2 separate regions of the Sus scrofa genome follow, and region 2 is linked to region 1. The links are chromatin contacts, called in public HiChIP or PLAC-seq maps. All regions are on one chromosome and are shown on one strand. Each heading gives the region's core, a stretch centred on a gene start, on an enhancer-like site or on the middle of the called end of the contact. The rest is flanking DNA. Distances are from core to core; before and after follow the strand shown.

Evidence for each region. HiChIP or PLAC-seq counts read pairs in DNA pulled down with a chosen protein or histone mark.
Region 2: a contact with region 1 is called in an H3K27ac HiChIP or PLAC-seq map of alveolar macrophages. The contact joins the promoter of RNF38 here to the promoter of CLTA in region 1. A contact is called at or near these places in 1 of 5 promoter capture datasets (liver) and 1 of 2 datasets of contacts at active chromatin or transcription factors (alveolar macrophages).

What each region holds. Positions count from the first base shown.
Region 1 is chr1:236,967,873-236,972,947 of Sscrofa11.1, reverse strand. CLTA (clathrin light chain A) reads right to left here and starts at 1,631. Exons shown (of 5, transcript XM_021066021.1): 1 at 1,099-1,631. The coding sequence starts at 1,297.
Region 2 is chr1:237,238,923-237,243,346 of Sscrofa11.1, reverse strand. RNF38 (E3 ubiquitin-protein ligase RNF38) reads left to right here and starts at 3,036. Exons shown (of 13, transcript XM_013993658.2): 1 at 3,036-3,336. The coding sequence starts at 3,084.

The DNA of each region.
Region 1 (5,075 bases), core at 382-2,881:
CTGACTGCTTTTACAAAGACCGCTCATCGAGCGCACCAACGCCCCAGTTTCCAAAATTCCTCATCATCTCACTCCCAACAGGTTTCTCTCATTTATGTCACCTGCATGGCCCCCTGAAGGTTTGGGTTTAGTATAAACACACCCATCTGCCCCGCTAGCACCCTATTCTCCCTTAATTGGAATGTTTTTTTAAGCAAATGAAAAGCCAAGTCTCCTTTCTTCTACCGAATTTCCTACTTCCTTAAACGATTGAAAAGGTCTCTTGCACTCGTTTCCTCCCTCCTACCACCACAATCCTAAACTCTGCACACCGGTAAGGCATTCAGAGGTCAAACTGGTAGCTTACCACGTGCTCCCTTTCCCTCCTTTTTGCTGGAGTTTGCGTGGGGAGAGGCCACGCCACATTTTCTACTCGCCTCTGGGAAGACTGGTCCAGGCTAATCTCAGGTTCTGTTTAGGCAGCACTCCTACCAAAAGCTGTTCCCGTAGGAAGTTGAGCTTCGGAAGTCCTAGCCGCAATACGTTCGACAAATGGCAAAACTCTTCTTCTCTCTCCAGAGCTAGACCATCTTTCCTGCATTCCTTACTCACTCCTCCTTTCCTCCCTCGAACCCAATATTCTGTACATTAAGTGCTGAATTGCACTGCAATTTGTTTGTGTGTCTCAAAAACAATACCACTATTCTTATCTTTTTTTCCGTCTTCCTTCCTGCTAACTGGTCTGTGTTAAGCTCAGCCTTGTCTGTTAACTCTGGCCAACTGCGCCAATGCGGCTGTGCCTCAGAAGCCAGGTTCAAGTCAAAGCAAGTGCTCAATGAAAAGTTCCTGAATTGAACAGGCTTCTTAAGGCTCCTCAGCCTGTCACCTTCTTTTCTTGGCTTTCTGGCTCCGCCTGTACCCAGGAGGGTTCACACACACTCACAGAACAGACTAGGCTTCTCGAGCCCAGGTTTCTGCATGACTGAACTGGGGTCTCGTTTCCTCTTTGACTCCTCAACCTCCCGGTTAGCCAACAACAAGAGTTACACGGAGCTCTCAGACGCACTCCGGACCGAGTTTCCGGACAACCGCTCCCGCCCCGAACGCGCCGGCACTCACCCGGACCCCCCGGCGGCTCGCCGTGCGGCTGGGGCCCAGGAGCGCCTCCGTCCAGGATGGCGAAGGCCTCGTCGTTCTCGATGCCAGCAATCTCGCTCTCCTGCTGCGCCAAGAAGGCCGCGGCCGGGTCCTCCTCGCCGGCCACTCCGTTCCCCAGCGAGGGGCCGGCGGGGGCGCCGAACGGATCTAAATCAGCCATGGCAGGCGTTCAACTGCACAGAAATCGACGCTGAAAGACACACCAACCGACCCGCCGTAACCGCGCCCGGCAGCGGCCGCTGTGGTGGCAACGCGACCGGAGGACAAGCTGGAGGAGGGAGAAGACGGAAGCGGAAACCCTACCCCCATATCCGGTTGATATAGGCAGTGTTGGAGAGCCGAAAAGGTAATAACCAATCAGAGGACAGAAATGGTTCAAGTGCTAACCAATCAGCAGGAGGAGGGGAAGGCCCCCGAATAAAACTCGTGACTCGGGAAGCACCTGCGTGGAAGGCGCTAAGCCCCTCCAGCCCCCGGGAGCCGGAAGTGGTGTGTGTCTGAAGGCAGCCTTGCCTGACCCGCCTTAGGGGCTGGACTGACCCAGGACAGCCACCTCAGAAGGGACGCTCTGTGTTGAACCGGGAAGTGAGGCGAAGTCAGGGCGGTGATGGCTGGCCGATTGCAAAAGAGTCTAGACACTTAGGCTTTTGGGATCTCATTTTCCGCATTTGTAAAATGGGAACAAGAGTCCTGCACTGCCTCCTTCCAGGATTACTGAGAAAACCGAGTCCTTTTATGGCTCTGTTCTGGCTTTCTAAAGAAAAAAAAGTTTGTTAACCCATTCACCCAGGGGTTATTTTGTCCTTTAGAGCTGCCTGACTTAAATGTAATCGCTTCCCATTCATTGTGACTTTTCTCCTCCATAGTATTGTTATAAAACGGAGAATATAACCCCTTTTACAAAGCCTTTCGCATACAGTACTCTTTTCAGAGCTAGGCAGGAATTTCTAGAACTGAAAGATGCCTTAAGGATTATCTGGTTCATAGGGAAACTGAGGCCCCTGCGTGAGAAGACGTGGTTTTCACGGGGAGTCAGTGGCCAAGAGGAAACCCAGGTCTCCTGAGCAACTCCAAATGGTTCTAGCCACAATCTTTTGTATCATACTCCTTTCCCACCTAAGGGAGGCAGGAACTTTACTTTTTTTATTTTTTATTTTATTATTTTATTTTATTTTTTGTCTTTTTGCCTTTTCTAGGCTGCTCCTGTGGCATATGGAGGTTCCTAGGCTAGGGGTCTAATTGGAGCTGTAGCCACCGTCCTACTCCAGAGCCACAGCAACGTGGGATCCGAGCCTCGTCTGCGACCTACACCTCAGCTCACAGCAGCGCTGGATCCTTAACCCGCTGAGCAAGGCGAGGGATGGAACCCTCAACCTCATGGTTCTTAGTCGGGTTCGTTTACCACTGAGCCATGACAGGATTTCTTTAAACTCAGGTGCATGTTCGTAACATGGCTAATTTTGTCTATACCATAGACAAGATAATAGAGTGATTCCAGTTACTCATGCTCATAGGGGGAAGGTTGCTTATGCACTGGCTAACAGAAGGACCTTCTCCACCACCACCCTAAAAAGTCAAAAACAGAGACAAACCTAAAAGCCAGCCAGAGGTCAAAGTTGCCTCCAGAGGTAGTCCACAAAGGAGAAGAAAGCGGTTTTTGAAAGTAATCATGTATCTTTGTTGACACAAAAGGGTAATTATTTTCTTACAGTATGTACTTACTTTTAAAGTCATTTCAAGTATGGAGTGTAGGAAAGTTTTGAAGAAAAACACATAAGAAACTAAAAACTTTAGGGCCTGCAACTGACTCAGTTACCTCCTCTCCTTGTTTTAATGCTCATTCTAACAAATTGGCAACAATGCATGAAGTAATTTCACATTCACCTTCTCCTTAAAACAACCTATCCTATTCCTGTTAGGAGGATAAGGGACAGTGACTCCCATGCGAGGGTCCAAGGAAGATAACTTTTGGTTGCTCACTAGAGTAGCAGCTAAGTGACAGCATTCTCTCCAGGGCAGATGCCTCACTCTGGAGAAGCTTCCTGAGAGTCACCAGGAGGAGGCACCACCTGTCATCATCCAAAATTAGCAAAATTCCCAACACTCAAAATTGGGAAAATCATCTGAGGTGTTTAGGGATGATGATGTCACAGAGGATGTAGCTTGGAGCTCAGTTATGGAATATGGGTAAGATTTAGAAGAGTCACTTGTAGTGGCCTGCTATTACTGTTGTGCAGAGTTTCACAGCTTGGCATGTTTGGAGGAGGGAGAGTAAATTAGTTTGAGGTTCTTATGAAGAGGAATAATTAAAGGTAGATCTGGAGGCAGGAGTTCCCATCATGGCTCAGTGGAAACGAATCTGACTAGTATTCATGAGGATGCAAATTCGATCCCTGGCCTTGCTCTGTGGGTTAATGATCCAGCATTGCCGCGAGCTGTGGTGTAGGTCGCAGATGTGGCTCGGATCTGGTGTTGCTGTGGCTGTGGCATAGGCCAGAGGCTACAGCTCCAATTCAAAGTTCCCACCCTCTAAACCCCAAAAGGATCTGATACAGGAGCAGGGCAGTGAGAAATGCATACAAATTACTGTAAGAGAGGGGCAGATGGTGATGGGGTAGGGGTGTGGAGAGGGCAGAGAGCAAGCAAAGAACTGAAAACATGGAAGGGAGGCAGGTCATATGTGCGTATATAGAAATAGTTTCATACAGGAAAGTTCTTTCTCCGTGTCTTGTCTCACCACGTAGACCTTGAGGTGAGGGCAGGGGCCATGTCTGCCTTGCTCATCTTTGTATGCTCAGGATCTAGCATTATGCCTGGCACGTAGCAGGTGTTCAGTAAATATGTGTTGATGGAATGGAGTAGCATTTGAGACGGATCTCAAAGAAGTGTTGAGTGAGACGATGAAGAGGGAGAAAGTCCGGGGATGGTGCTGTGCTCTGAGAAGTAATTTGGCCAGATGATGGAAGGTCGGGAAAGTAAATGGATACAGCTGAAGAAAGCGCGTTGGCATCAAATCACGGAGGGCTTAGTGCCCAGGTGAGAAGCATAACCACATTTGCAGAGGAGGAGCCTTTGAAGGACTTTGGGGAGCCAAGGACTTGGTCAGAACCCTGTTCTGGAACAATCTTCGGGCAGCTCAGGCAGCATAGCCCAGGAGAGGGTTCTGAAAGCAGGAAGGACAGTTAGGAAAGACTGCTGCAGTGGCTCAGAGGGAGATGTGGGGCACCAAGGATGATCATCTAGGCCTCAGGTGGGAGGAGAATAATGGAGGTACTATAATTAGTACTTGGTAAATGATAGCATTTGGAAGGCAGAGAGAGGGAGGGAGAGAGGGAAAGAGGAGATTCAAGATAACATTTATAGCTTGGAAAACCCTGGACAGAAATAGCCACAACAGGAAAATCTGGTTGTGTGGAACGGGGAAGGAGATGAGACATATGAAGAGTTCAGTGTGGCCGTGGTGAGTACAAGAGACCTGTGGGGTATTCAGGAGACATTCAACAGTGTGCTGGTAATCTAAGTCTGAAGTTCAAGGATGAAGTCCTCATTCCAGCAATGGTGGGCCAGTTGCTGAGGGCCAACTCTCCTGTTGAAAACAACTAGAAGAAGCTGGGCAGAAAGTTTTTAAAGGGAGTTCCCGTCGTGGCACAGTGGTTAACAAATCCAACTAGGAACCATGAGGTGACAGGTTCGATCCCTGGCCTTGCTCAGTGGGTTAAGGATCCGGCGTTGCCATGAGCTGTGGTGTAGGATGCAGACATGGCTCAGATCCTGTGTTGCTGTGGCTCTAGTGTAGACCAGTAGCTACAGCTCTGATTAGACCCCTAGCCTGAGAACCTCCATGTGCCACGGGAGCAGCCCTAAAAAACAAACCAGTCAGGAAAAGTGATCTGAACATTTGGAGCCACAGTTCCTCTCAAGGAAACTGGTAGTTCTAA
Region 2 (4,424 bases), core at 1,787-4,286, 270 kb before region 1:
AGTCCTTCTGCCTTACGTGGATGAGGAAATTGAGGGTTATAGAAATGAAATGATTTAACCAGGATTGTAGTTCTGTTCCTCAGGCTGAATTCTCTATCTTTAGGAATGGTGCCACTATCACCCAGTCGCCCAAGCCAAAAATCTTTGTTGTCTTTGATTCTCTTTCACTTTCCTCAACAACTATGTCTTGGTGATTCTTGGTGATTTAGTATCTCCCTGTTCCTACCATCGCTGCCTCAGTTTGGGTCACTTTCATCCCTTGTCTAATATGATAGTTTTTGAGCTGATTTTGTGTGTGTGTGTGTCTTTTTAGGGCCGCACCCGCGGCATACAGAACTTCCCAGGCTAGGGGTCTAATCGGAGCTGTAGCTGACAGCCTACGCCAGAGCCACAGCAACATGGGATCCGAGCCGTGTCTGGGATCTACACCACAGCTCACGGCAACACCGGATCCTTAACCCACTGAGCAAGGCCAGGGATTGAACCCACAACCTCATGGTTCCCAGTCAGTTTCATTAACCATTGGGCCACGACAGGAACTCCTGAGCTGATTTTTATCACCATTCTTCTTATTCCTTTCCAATTTATTTTCTACACAATAGCCAGCCAATCTTGCCAAAATCTAATCTGATTATGTCACTCTCACTAAACCCTTCTATAGCTCTCTAGATATTTCGGTTAAGTTCAAATGCCTCAGTGTGGTACTTAAGTCTCTTCATGGTCTCTGGTCTCCTCTTAACTCTCCAGTCTGATCTCTTCTCTCAACTCACCACCCAGGTTGTGCTCCAGTCCTATTTAAACTTTGGTTTCCCAAATACATCATGATCATCTCTCTTCCATCATTTTTGCAGGATGGAAATTTTCAGAGACAAAGGTCACAGAACGCCTGATGTCATCCATTCTTTCTTTTGCATCCCTTAACTGGTAAGGTGAGTTGGCCTGGTTCTCTCCTTTGTTTCTTCCCAGGCTGCAAGGCAGCCTCAGTGGGCTCCTTTGGTTAATGGATTAAACTGCTTGCCTGCTCCTTTTCTTCTCTGGATGGTAGGCAAAACATTTGACCAGACTGAAGCTGTAAGAGTTAAAATGGGAGTTTGGGCTTTGGAGTAGAAACAGGCCTGATTTCATGCAAGGCTGTAAGACCTATCCAAAGAGAGAAGAATGCTGTAGTTTATGGGTGTTCTACAGTAGGCATGGGGACAAAAGCCCCAGCTAGTAATATGATATTACCCGCCTCCTCGGTGACCAGAAAGTCAGGGATGCGAGTCAGGAAATACTGGGTCCCTTGGTCAACTAGGAATCTTTTAATTTTTATTTTCTTTATATTTTTACAGCCATAACTGTGGGTATAGAAGGGCTACGAGTCATATTGGAGCTACAGCTGAGGCAGACACCACAGCCACAGAAATACCATATCCAAGCTGCATCTGTGGGCTATGCTGCAGCTTGAGGAAACGTGGGATCCTTAACCTACTGAACGAGGCCAGGACTCACAGAGACGACGTTGGGTCCTTAACCTGCTGAGCTACAAGGGGAACTCTGACAATTATAATCTAAACGTCTTCCCAGTCCACTTTCCCACCATCTCCTCCACCTGGTAAACTCCTGCTCATTCTTAAGTTCTTAACTTCTAAAAATGTATCTCACTAGCCTCCAAGGAGATTGCAAAGATTTTCAGGTACTGGACTTTATCCTTAAATCCCTAGTGGCTAGCATTGGTCATGACACGTCAATGAAAATAAAAAAATCACACACCTGGTTAAGTGTCAAGATGGAATTTGAAATGTCTGTTGCCAAAGATTCATCCACACTTCTTTCATGGGGCCTCCTCTACTTGTAGCTGGCTCTCTCTGTGCTCAGTCCCCAGTTGGTGGCCGCATGTGGGGAAAGGCTGAGGATAATACTTTATGGAAATGATCTATTCAGCAGTTTAGCTGCACTCTCACCCACATGGCTGTACTTAGAGGCACTCCCAGCACATGATTGAGTTTATTTTGCTCCTCTATGGCTTTGATATAAGAGTCAGAGAAACATAAAAGGAAAACGGGTTCAGTAACTAACAGCACAACCAAGGAGAGGAGGGTGCAAGGGGGTCATGAATCTGCAGAATTCTTCTCTCAGAGAAAGACTGTCAGCACAACTCAAAAGCCTTTCCGCACCTCACAGCCTCTCCCTCTTTTGAGACTGAGCCCAGCTGGGTTGGATGGTTTCCTGTAAGTCTTTTAGCAACAAGGGCGTTTAAAGCAAGAAAGAGGAAGAGAAAGTCGGAGAAAGGGGCGAGGGGCCAGGGCTGAGCCTGGCTGGCTTCTGTTCATAATTCAAAATGGATCACTAGACTCAGAGAAGGCAGAGCATCTCCATCTCTCGTTTCTGCTTCTGCTTTTCTCTCTGGGTCCGTGGGGCTAGATTTATCACTAAGACATAACCCAAGAAGGGAAGGGAGACTTTCTATCCTAAATGTCTGAAAAGGAAAAACTTTGAGGAAACAGCCAAGGGAGGGAGAGGAGAGGAAGCTGTGGCTCTAGCATGGGGAGAGGTGGAGGAAGGAGGCGGCACAACCCGTGGAATGGGAGCCGGTGGGCCGGCGCGCTGGCGGGCAGCAGCCACCCGAGCCAAGCCGCCGGCAAATTCGCGGGCGCCAATCTTGGCGCCGGAGGCAGTGCAGCCTCAGGCGCAGCTGGGCCTGGGTCGCACAAGGCCTGGCCCGGGAGGCCCGCGGCCGCGCCCCGGGGGCGGACCGGGGGCGGAGCAGCCCCAGGAGCTGGTCTCTCCCTGCGGGCGGCCCTCAGCCTCCCCGCCTCAACCAGCAGCAGCTACAGAAGATGCCCCACGGCGCCGCCCGCCCAGCTCGGGAGCCGCGGCCAACAGAGCAGCCGTCTGCCCATTGGCGGCAGCGGCGCTGCGTCCCCGCCCCCTCAGCGTCCCCGCCCCCTCCGCCGCCGCCGCCGCTTCCCGGCTCCGCCTCCTCCCCCTCTGGGAGCCGCCTCCGTCGCTGCCGCCGCCACCGCCGCTGCCGGCCAGGGCCCAGCCAGCGCCCGCCGCGCCGGAGTCGAGTCGTAGCCGGAGCCGCTGCCCGCGGCCCCGCCATGAGCGGAAGCGCCGCCGCCGCGGTCGCCGCCGCCGCCGCCTCAGGAGCTGCGGCTGCCGCGCACTTCCAGCCTCAGTCGTCGTCTCCCAGGCCGGGCCCCGCGGAGCTCGGGCCCCCGCGCCGCCCGCGACCCCCACCGCCGCCGCCCCGGCCCGAGCCCGCCGCCGCCGGCCGCCTCAGCCCTCTGGGCCACGGGCCTCTCCGGGCTGGCGCCCAGGGTGGCGGCGCCTGCGGCCGAGCGCCGGGAACAGGTACGGGGTGCAGGAGAGGGCCAGGCGGGGAGGGGCGTGGGTTGGTCCCGGGGTGGCCGGGGCGGGGGGGCAGAGGCGTGTGGTCCAGCCGCCCGGCCCCGCGGTGAGGGTGGAGCGTTGTCCGGGTCAGGTTTGTACTGCTCGGAAGCCCCCGGGAGCCCTGCGTCCCCGCAGCGCCGAGCAGCTCACAAAGCGTTTTCTCACCCAGTGGGGAACCCCCTCCCCTAGGGTGGGCAGGGCAGGACCTCTTTAGGGCTCCGCCGGGCGGAGGAGGAAACTGAGGGTTACTGGGGGAAGTGACTTGCCCAAGGTCACATAGCCGGCAAGAGTCGTAGCCTGGCTGGGACCCAGGACCACTCTGGGCCCGCGTGGGCCCCGAGCAGGGAGCGCTGAGAGGAGGAAGAGCCCCCGTCCCCGGAGAAGCGAAAGAGATTGATCGCGGAGGAGGGGGCGCTAGGCCCGGATTCCAGGCACGCCCACCCAGCCCTTTCTGGGCTGGTTTAGGAGGAAGGATCTGTTGTAGGCTGGGACCAAGGAGCGGGGGCTACCTTGGGGCTTGGTGGCGTCCTGGGGAGCCGTCTTGGGGAGCAGCAGGGGGAGAGACGCCTGTGAGGTTGTACTCCGGGACGAGAGCTTTCTTGAGTGAGTGGGTCAGAGCTTCGGAAACTTCTTATCTCAAGGACCATTTGGTCTCTTGTCAGGCCACCTTCCCCACCCCTGCACGGACTAAACTAATCCAGCTGGAATTAATAGGAGGCAGGCCTGCCCGCTTTTGTGAAGATACCCGTAAGATCCATAAGGTGTCTTTTTCACGAAATGGCCCGAGTTTCGTTCAGGCGCCAAACAAGTGTATGTTTGGCGCTTGTAAGGGCCTTTCTGCCCCAGAAAGCCCAAATGAGGTTTCCCCAGGTGGTCTGGACCTGTCCCACTTGGGGAACCCCCAGAGAAAGAACAGCTATCCCAGGCTTGAAGAGGGAAGGAAGTGAGAGATTGGGACACCCTCCAGCCTGGCATGGAACAGGGCCATGTACGGCATGGGATTCCCGTTTTCTTTCGAGTGGGTTTTTTTTTTTTTAATTTATTTTTAT